Regions from separate parts of the Sus scrofa genome. Here all the other regions are linked to region 3. A link is a contact called in public Hi-C data. All regions are on one chromosome and are shown on one strand. The core of a region is the stretch at or near the end of the contact, and the rest is flanking DNA. Distances in the headings are between cores, read along the strand shown.

Evidence for each region. Hi-C and Micro-C count contacts between places; a contact is called where the count stands out from the background.
Region 1: a contact with region 3 is called in a Hi-C map of epiblast stem cells, with 2.4 times the contacts expected there. The contact joins the enhancer-like site here to the promoter of SOX6 in region 3. A contact is called at or near these places in 1 of 5 promoter capture datasets (liver), 8 of 47 Hi-C or Micro-C datasets (epiblast stem cells, fetal heart ventricle, fetal skeletal muscle and 4 more) and 1 of 2 datasets of contacts at active chromatin or transcription factors (skeletal muscle).
Region 2: a contact with region 3 is called in a Hi-C map of fetal skeletal muscle, with 3 times the contacts expected there. The contact joins the enhancer-like site here to the promoter of SOX6 in region 3. A contact is called at or near these places in 24 of 47 Hi-C or Micro-C datasets (adipocytes, alveolar macrophages, brain and 14 more) and 1 of 2 datasets of contacts at active chromatin or transcription factors (skeletal muscle).

Annotation. Positions count from the first base shown.
Region 1 is chr2:43,184,288-43,187,825 of Sscrofa11.1, forward strand. No RefSeq gene overlaps it. Among named protein-coding and RNA genes, the nearest start is that of SOX6, 740 kb to the left of the region's middle. Within about 2 kb of position 2,079, at least 13 of the 83 cell types and tissues checked have an H3K27ac peak or open chromatin away from gene starts, as enhancers often do. A contact at or near this core is called in epiblast stem cells, where this site is marked.
Region 2 is chr2:43,393,206-43,396,383 of Sscrofa11.1, forward strand. No RefSeq gene overlaps it. Among named protein-coding and RNA genes, the nearest start is that of INSC, 620 kb to the right of the region's middle. Within about 2 kb of position 1,621, at least 5 of the 83 cell types and tissues checked have an H3K27ac peak or open chromatin away from gene starts, as enhancers often do. A contact at or near this core is called in fetal skeletal muscle and skeletal muscle, where this site is marked.
Region 3 is chr2:42,445,695-42,449,089 of Sscrofa11.1, forward strand. SOX6 (transcription factor SOX-6) reads left to right here and starts at 1,697. Exons shown (of 18, transcript XM_021085342.1): 1 at 1,697-1,845; 2 at 2,487-2,666.

The DNA of each region.
Region 1 (3,538 bases), core at 829-3,328, 740 kb after region 3:
ATGATAAAAAGAAAACAAAAACTGAAGATATGCATACAGATAACAACATTTCCCCCTTTTTCTGGCCTGACTGACTTTGGAATTGGCCCATTGGGTGGCAAGGAAGAGCACGGGCTTGGAAACCCCACTGATCTGGGTTGACATCTCAGTTGTTACATGCCAGTTGTGAGATTATAGGCATGCCTCTTAACCTCCCTGAGACTCAGTGTTCTCACCTGCAAAATGAGAATGATATTTATCTTGCGTGATTATTATGTGGAATTTATTAAAATGATAAAACCTCTAGTTCAGTGACTGGCACGTAGAAGAGTCTTAATAAATTGTGACAAATATTATCTTCCTTTCGTATTCAGCTCGAATGCCTCTCTGAATGTCTTCACCAGCTACCCCAGACAGTTTGTTCTTTACTGTTTTCTTATAACTCTTTATGGACACTGGCTATTGCTGAATCTGCTTTGACTCATTAGAAGTCAGGGACCAAGTGAGCTTACCTCTGGGTTTAAAGGACCTAGATCAGTGCTTTTGCTAGGCACGTAGCAGAGCACATGGAATAATTGTGGCATGAATAAAAGAATAAATACATAACAAGTATGATCAGGGGCAGAAAAGTTATAAGTTAACATTTCCCTAAGGGAATAACTTTGGAGGCTTACACTCACTAGTATGCAACTATGGTGCATTTTGTTTGTTTGTTTGTTTTTTGTCTTTTTAGGGCCACACCCATGGCTTATGGAGATTCCAGGCTATGGGTCCAATCGGAGCTGTAGCCGCCGGCCTATACCACAGCCATAGCAACTTCGGATCCGAGCCACTGTGGAGGCCAAGAATTGAAACTGTGTCCTCATGGCTGTTAGATCCATTTCGGCTGAGCCATGATGGGAACTCCTCTATAGTGCATTTTTTAAAAAACTTCACAAACATTATTTTGGAATCTCATTTCATAAAGAAATTGGATTGTATTATAAGATTTCATTAAGAAATAGGATTATGCTATAAATATGATATCATATATAACAATAGCAATGACAAATGTTTATTTAACACTTAACTGTGTGCCTGGCATATGCTAGGCATGATGTATAATATTTGTATCATATATATATTTATATAATATATGCAACTTATATAGTATATATTATATGTTCCTTTTGAAAGACAAACAATGAGGAAACTGATGATTTGAGAGTATAAGCCACTTGCCTCCAGTATCTAGAAGTGACAGAACCAGCATTTGAATCCAGGTCTTTCTGGCTGATTCACAACTCTGTGCGCTAAATCATGGCTGTCTCCAGATGACATTTTAAAGGCTTTTTTGAGAAGAATGATGAAGGCTCTGTAGCATCTGGCCCCGTGGGCCTCAGCAAGACTCTGGAGAAGCCTACGGTGGCGGAAGATGAGGAAGAAGGAGGTTATGCTAAGAGGAGAAAGGAGGATAAGAAGGATGGAAGGTAGCAGGTGGGAGATGACAGAGAGAAACAAGACAGGGTGCTAGACTCATGGGGATAAAAACCTCACTGACTGCTGTGGATGGCCATGTTAGAGGCAGGATTTTTACTCTTTGGGCAAAATTGTGCAGCAGGTGATACTGCATAATCGAGGCAGAGATGAAAGGTATGTAAATATATTTCGTTTAGTCTTACAGTTTTAAAGAAATCAACCTTTATTGGAAGAGGTATACTGATTGCTGTGTTGAAATAAAGCAAATTGACTGTCCAGGAAAATCTTGGCAAGAGGAAAAGGTCTTTTACCTCTCAGTCTCCACAAGCCCTAACCTTCCCCCCACCCCACAAGCCTTTTTGGTGTTCTATTTCTGCTAATCCTTGCTAAGAAGCAACTGGTGAGCAAGAGGTTAGCTGATGGGGCCTCAAGGTGTGACCTTTCCCAGGGGCATTTGCATGTTAATAGAGGATCCTGGGAACCTAGGAACAGCCTCCAGGTCTCAAATGAAAGAAGTCCTGAAGGTGGATGAGAGGGGTGCTTGGCCCCCCGGGGCCCTGCTGTGTAGGCCACGTTGAGTCAGCCTCTGTGGATGGCCGCTGCTCTGGGCTTCCCTCCAGCTGCTTTTACAAAGAAATGGTTTGGAGAAGAACAAAGCGATTGTGTTTATTCCCGCACAAGTGCTCCATTGCCAGGGCTGTGTGCTCAGTGCCTAGCTCAGAGAATTTGGACCCAGTAGGCTTTGCTTAATGGTAATTCATTGAATGAATGAAGAAACCCTCCCCCGCCTCTTACAGCAACACGCGCGTGCGCGCACACACACACCTTTAGCCCTATTGCCCATGAGCCCCTTTAGCCCAAGAGCCTAACCCAAGACCTGGGTAACTTCTTTCTAGTGATAGGAACATCGCCAAAAGAAATTTCTTCCGCTTGCATTTTATGAGCGTCCCTCTTTACATCTAGAAAACCTCAAAGCTTGTGCTGAATTGCATGACCTCGCTGACCATGTTTCATGTTCCTCGTTGAACTGTGGTTAAATCTCCTTCTGAACTACGGCCCGACTGCAGAAAAGGAAATTCCTCCATGGACGCAATCTCATGTACACGCACACCTCAGGGCCCTGCGGAGGGAAAGGGGCGGGGGGAGGATAGGCAGAGAGTAGTGAGGACAAGACTACTTTTCTGTTTGGCTGAATTCATCAAAAATGTCCAAACCCCATACCGAACATTCATCACTAATTAAATCCTAGCACCATAATTCAGAAAAAACAATTACAGCATTTAGAATTTTTAAAGGAACTATTATTGCTGCCTTGGCCCTTTTAAAAATTATGCTCCCCAAAGGACAAAATGTGATCCATTAATATGTATGTATTATTACTTTTTTTGTAAGGGGAAGATTGCTGATGCCTGTGAATATGGAAGCATTTATCGGTTGCTGACAGCCGCTTCGTTGACTTGCAGTTTTAAGTGCAGTATTTTCTAGAATCTAAAAGGCTATAACATTAATTACCTTTTTGCTTTTAGCTGGTGGCCTGTGAGTTTCTGTGCCATGTTCTCGTCTCTTACCTTGCCCCATGGTTACCTGGAGCTTACCTTGCCCACAGGGCTATTGAGCGTAAGGGTTGGTCAGAGCCAGGAGGAGTCAAAACCATTACTGGGGAAGATCATACCATCATTCAGTCCATGGAGGACAATTGCTCCCATTTACCTTTGATGCCCAAAATGAGCCCTTGGTTCTCATTTTTCAGTGGAGCTCCCTCCACCCTCCACGTTAGTCCCTGAGCAAAAGGCGTTCTGAAATTCCTGAGTCAGATCTGAGTTTCTTCCCTGAGGAGTGTGCCCAGCTAAACTGGGATCGGCTACTTTTTCCTCTTTCATTTTACTCTTCTTTGTCTTGATAATGTGACCGAGTTACTCAGAGGTGAGTTAACTGAGTCTGGCACCATGGACCATTGTTAGGATAAACTGTGTGCTTGCGCGCGTGCATGGGGGTGCATGCACGTGTGTATGCATGCGTGCATGTACATAGATACAAAAGCACGACTCAGAATTTTCATTTAGCTCGCTGATCAGTCTATTGTCACATGCATTTGGCATTC
Region 2 (3,178 bases), core at 371-2,870, 950 kb after region 3:
TTTATCCTTACTGCATGCACTCTTCTATGAATAAACCATATATTTTTTTAATCCAAGCTATGGTTGACGGGTTTTTGTGCATGTCCAGTGCTTAATTACTAGGAACAGTGCTCCTCTACCAATCTTAAACGTGGCTTTTGACAAATGCATTTCTTTTGGTTATGTGTTAGATCAAATCAAATTAACTTGCCATTTTTGTAGATCAAAAACAGCCAAATGTTGGCAATTTCATCTGGTTCAATATAGTACTTAGGCACAGAAAAGTTGGGTCATGTGACAACCTTAGCTGATACTGCCAGGGCTTTGGCAAAGGGGTTGCACCAACCTATACTCCCACCAGTGGTGCATTAGTTTCCAATTTTACAGCTCTTTAAACAAAGGCTACCCAGGTCCCTCTGCTGAGTCATAGCTGCCAACATCTGTTCTTATGGGCCCTTTTGAATCATGAATTCACAGTATTCTCTGTGTTTACTTCCCCTTGGGAAGGTCTTTTGATGATTCTAACCCTGACTGAGCTGCATTTTAACATGTGAACAATGTGTCTTTACGGAGGACGGTTGTGATGGTGGCAAAAGGAATCAAACTGAGAGGACAAGGAACAAAGGTGGTTTTCCTCCAAAGATAACCTTGGAGAGCCTAAGCTTGATTGATATTAAAGACGGTGACCTCTTCCTACACCAATAATTTTCAATTTGTGCTCAGATAGGAAATAGGAAATGAGAGGACAGGAGATAAAGCTCTTTCCTCTTGCCCGCATCCAGAGAAACTAGATATTTCCAGGCTGTTGGAATTGATGTCCATCCACCAAATGGAGGCAGAGTGGGAGACTTTTCTCCCTGAGCTTCACGCTCTTGGGCCTGACAGCGCGCATTTATCCATTAACAGTAGGCTCAGTGCCCGGCGCCCCTGGTACCTTTAGGGAGGGACTCACAGAAACATTTTAAATTCCTTTAACATCAGGAGGAAAAAAAAAATTTAGGTTGAAAGAAATGTCATTTCATAATATTAATATATTCCTCTTTATATTAATGTAGTTTTAAGATTTTTTTTTAATTTTTAAAGATTTTATGGAGGAAATTGCCCATGGAGACAAAAGTGCCAACCAGGACTCATGAAGGTTGTAATGAAACTCTGGTGCCTGGATCAGACAACCCACTAGCTAAACTCAGCAGTGTGGATTATCCAGATCCATTGGCCCTCTCTGTTCTGTTTCCCTTGGAAATGTCTTTGGTAGTTCTTTCCCTGCCTCAGTCACGCCCCGAGGATAAGGAAAAGAGAACTGGGTGCATATTTGAGCCAAACACCAAAAAGGGTTCACAGGGAAATTCTTCATTTCACTTTATGGCAAAGAATAGGGTAGCATCTAGAGGTCCCCTAGATCTGCATCCAGAATTGGGGTGAAATCTTCAGACATCATGATCACACTCCCTGAGGGGAAAGGGAGTGGGGGTTCTGGTGAGGACAGGACTACGTAATTTTCCGGATCCCAGTATAGGCAGAGTGATGCCTGGACCTCAGGCCTGCTTTAGTTCCTATCTGTTTCCTCTTTCTTCTTCCTCCCTGCAACATACACATACCCAGAGACTAATTTGGGGGCTGGAATCTGAGACATCCAGATCTTATTTCTTCCAAACATGTCTCTGTTGGGCTGGCCTTCAAGGAAATATAGAATGATGAATAGCTGTTTGCTGGCTGGAGGAATTTGGAAAGGACAAGCTATTTAAAGCCCTGAGAAGAACAACCAGGTTGGGAGTGTATCTTGTGTGGTATGGGGTGGGGGTGGGGGTGGGATAAAAGTGTCATTTTGCAAAAGACTCATTATTCAAAATATGTCCAACATGGACCTGATCTATTTTATTTCTATATTTCTACTTCAATTAAAGCAGAGAGGGAGATGAACAGGAAACCAATTTAGAAGAGTGAAAAAGAAAGCAGAGAGATGGATGCAGTCAGGAAGCCATGATTCTCCATGCTGCTCTGCTACAAATTTGCTGAGTGATCCATGAAAAAGGATCCAAGCTCTCAGAACTTCAGTTTCTATGTCTTCGAAAAGAAGTGACGAGCTAATCCTGCAGGTCTTCTCTGGCTTTCAAATTTTAGCACATAGTAGGTGCTCCAACAGTAATTATGAGGGAGTGAGTGTTTGTGGCTGGACCAAGGTCACACAGGTGTGAAACCTGCCAGCGGAGGTGATAAGTGCCTCAACAATAGTGGCAAGTCCAGGAAGCTGAGCCCATCTGTAGACAGCATTTGCACCGCCATAAAAATAGCATAACAAGATGATATTGAAATATCCTACTATTTAACTTAATAATTTAAATGTTTGCCTAATGAGGTGGACTTGATTGGATTAGGGCATTCACAATTAATTTTGATAGATCATTTTACACATTGGTGTTGCATTCTTCTGAACCAGGAGGTGGAACGGAAGTGCAAAATGTTTACGTTCAAATGAGCATGTGATTTTGCAAAAAACATTAATCCCAGATCATGCACACTAAGTCAATTTCAGAAATGGCTTCTAGATATATTATTAGAAATTGCTCTTCAAATATAAAAAGCTTGTAATAGAGTTCTGTCCATTTTTCCTTTGGCTGATGGAAGTTGTTTTATAAATATGCCTATGATATGATGTTTTCTTCATCCAAGCCTTTTGGTACTAATTGCAACTTTTTAAACAGTGTAAGTAGTAGCTGTCATGAGCACTTTGAATCCTATTACAAATACCTATTTCTGAACAATTTCACGTTTAGGGAGGCATTCTTTCTTCAAATTTTTTAACTATGTTTTTCCCCTATTTTTTGAAAAGCACTTGAATTGGAAACTGTGCACCTCCCCCTCCCCCACTTTTTTAGTTAAGGGAATGATCGTGTTATGTAATAGGAAAGTGGCTCCAGTCCCCAACTTTATCTACCCCCTCAAAAATCAAAGAGCCAAGCGTGGTCACATCTGCCCTCAAAGTCAGGAATAAGCAAGGCAAATGACTTTGGGAAAGACAGATTGAAATGAGGCTAATCACTTCTATCCCAGAGATCCAGGAAAACACTTTCCTCAGTACCACCGCTGTCAGATCAGAATTCCATCTCTGTTTTTTATCAGAATGCTATCTGATGTAAGGTGTCCATGGGTAATATGCTTTTTGGAGAATTCTCTGTGTCTCAATACCCTCCTCTGAAAA
Region 3 (3,395 bases), core at 447-2,946:
GCACCCAAGTAACAGAGGAATGAGGAGGGCATCCTTTGGACACATCCTTCACAGGGGAGGATGGACTCGGAGTGGCCTTGAAGATGTCCCCAAGGCTTGGAGGCAGTATCCAGGCATAGCAAAGAACAACCACAAGTTAATTCAGAATTTAGCTAGAGTATGCTGAAGCCTGGCATCCTTATAATGCAAGGCATGAATACAGAATAAGGACAGTATACAAAAAAGGTTGCAATAGAGTGGGAAAGTTGAAAATCGCTGGTATAATTATCAATCATTATTTTTTTAAACCGAATCCATTGTTATACAATAAGAAGGACTGATTTCCCGAGAAATGGGCGACTGTAGAGCTAAGTGCCCAACCCTCAAGGCAGGCAGCTAGTTTGCTTGAACACATCCCTCAGGCGGTTCTCTTCCCGGAAGCTCGCTACTAGAGACCTCGGGTCTAGTTGCGTCCCTGAGTCCCTTTGTCTTCGGTCCCAAAAGTGGAGAGCAAGCAGAAGAAGAGCCCCAGGGAGTACAGAGTCCGAACTAAGCCGAGGTCGTTGCAAAAGGGAGCTTGGTCCTCGGTCGGGACCGGAGAGGCTGCTATGGCTCTTTGAAGCTGCCTCCACTCCTGGCTACTGCCCTGGGAGTTATTGCTTCAAGTTTAAGGCCGAAGCGCCTGCCTTGGAGCTGCAGACTTTGTCCTGGAGCTTTGCACTTTGCTTGGAGAATGCTCCTGTGCTCGATTTCCCGGCTATTGGTTTCACCTAACTTGCAGTTTTAGCCCTTACTCTTCTCAGCCTAAAGGGCAGGCCATGCCCTGCTCAGACCGTCCGCTCACGGGGTGCCCTCCCTTTGCTTTCCTTTGAAGTGGTCCCTTTCCTTTCTTTTAAAGCAGTTGCCACCGCTGCGGGGCCGGTGTCAGCCGAGTGGGTCTCCAGAAACCTGGAGCTGGGCGCAGTCTTCCACTCGACCTCAAGGTGGCGACTTAGGCACGTAAACAAAGCTCGGCCAAGCCGGACAGTTGGCACCCTCCCGGTTCATCCACGTATCATCCTAGTTTTCCCGCTGCTCTCAAGCGGGCTGAATTGACTGTTAAAGAGACTTGAGTTTAGATGAGTTCGGCCAGAATAGCCGAATGTGTATGTGTCTATGTGTTTGTGTGAGCGACCAAACGCGCGGAGGCGGCGGGAGGTGGTGATAGGGTGGAAACACTCAGCGGAACCCGTTTAGGACGCCACGATTCTCCCTTGCATCACCTGAACCCTCAGGCCAGGCAACTCAGCGGGCTGGGTCTTCCCGACCGCCCTGCAGTCCGACATGCCGCGACCAGTGTGCAACCGGCAGAGGGACGGAGGGTCTGGTGGCTGCCGCCAGCGGTAAAAGATTTGCTAATCTCGTTTCAGTGACACCCACAATTTATGAGTGGAGAGACCTGGAAAATAAAGCCCTATGTCGTGCCGTATCCTTCTCCGGGGTGCATGCCAGCTGATCTGAGGGGGAAGAGTCTCTGCGGGTGGGGAAGAGAGACACACAGACAGCAAAAGAATAAACGTGCGATAGCCACATTCTCTTACCTCCAGGACGAAAGGACACGGTTCCTAGAACTGAGATTTCCATAGTCAGTGTGCATCCCAGCTGTTTCTCCCGTAGGCTCTTTCCTGCCTAACACAGCCTTCTGACTAACTTGGACAAGGCTTGAGTTGCCCCCCTCCTTTTTTCCTCCCTTTTTTCTTTCCAGACATTCCCTAAACTCAACCCAGGGCAAATCCAGAAGTCGGTATAGTACAGAGCTTCCATTCAATCATGGGGAAAAAAAAATCCCGTTTACAGTTTCTCTCAGGCAGATGGAAGAAGTAGATGGTACGGGACTTGGAGGGGTGCATGGGGATGGCATGGGGTGTTGGTGACAGGGAAGCGCGATTTCTCTTAGGTCCCGGTGTTGCAGGTAAGGTTCTCAGATTCCAGCTGCCCTTAAGTCGAGCTTCAGTGGTGGGTGAAAGTAGAGGGCGATCCTCCTCTGATTAGAGAAGACTGGAGGAGGGTGGAGTGGTGGAGAAACTGACCCTGGACAGGCTCCACGGACACATTGTCTTCGTTCGTGTTTGTGCCCGCTCTATGCTGCTGCCTTTGGGAGCCTTTTCAGCAGGATAGTACACCCGAGGCTTCTCCCCTGTGTCCCCCCTTCTAAAATATGTTTAGAGATAAGTGAATATCCGTCTAAAATAAGTTAAAAGTCTTTCTCTGACTTTCCATTTGAGATGTCAAAAGGATTAAATAAATGAAACTTTATTTGACCGGGGAGTTTACCTAGAGACTTAACGACATCTCGGGTCTTTGGCCTTATTCTAATTCCACGGTGGTAATTACCCTTCGTTTCTTTAAGTGCAATAGATTTATTGCCTTAGAGACTATGCACAGTTTGATTGAATTATTCATTTTTTTTCTTTGGTGTAGACTGCATCTGGGGACTCTGATGTGACGTGTAGATTTTTTTTTTTCAGGAACAAAGGGAATGTGGAAATGAAAGAGAGAGGGAGAGAGAGGCTGGCAGATGTAATGAGACGCGGTGAAGGTGTACGCAGACTGGCACTCCCACTCCTCCCTTCTGCTCTCACTGCAGCCCTGGGTAACTCGCAGGCTAACACAAACAGCTTTTCTCCCGCAGCCTGCCCTCTGTCACTGTAAGTACATCAGCCTTCTCTTATCAGCATGCAGATTCCAGCCACGCACTCCCCTAGATTCGGCTTTGCACCTTAGACAGCAGAAGAACATTTAAAAATTAACTTTCCTAAGCCAGGAAAGACATGTCTGTAAAACTTATTTTTGATTTATCTTTATTTTTCTTTGAAAAAAGTTCATGCATTTTTACCACTTTTCCCTACCTCCTTTGTGGCGGTGCTGCTGCTTGCTACAGTCGCTACCGCTGTGGTCTTCCCAACAGGATGGTGCGCAGATTCAAATGAAATTTAATGTTATCCTCTATCCATTTAAAGTCGAGGGACAATGCCTGATCCTTTTGCAAAATGACATCTTAAAGAATGCAGGGCATTATTCAGTTTGTTTTTTGCTTTTGTTGTTGAAACATGAGTTCCGACCTCTTTGAGACAGAGTCCCAAGGGCACTGTTATTTGGGAGTTCGGGTTATTTGGCTACATCAAACTTAAATTTAGTGCGCTGGGCTACTGGAGTGTTGGTATGTTTGTTATCCCTGTTTAAGGAAATCAATTGCTAAAAGTTTTCTCCGGGCTGTAATTAAAGTTTTCAACTTCTTCCTCTTGGCTTTTTATACTCTTTTACTTATTCTTCGTTTCAGTAAAAGTTCTCATTCCCCGTGTTTTGGAAGTAAAGACATTAATATTTGCCCTATTTATACAATACCTATAAAGCCCTTCCTGAAGGAAGTTAGCGAC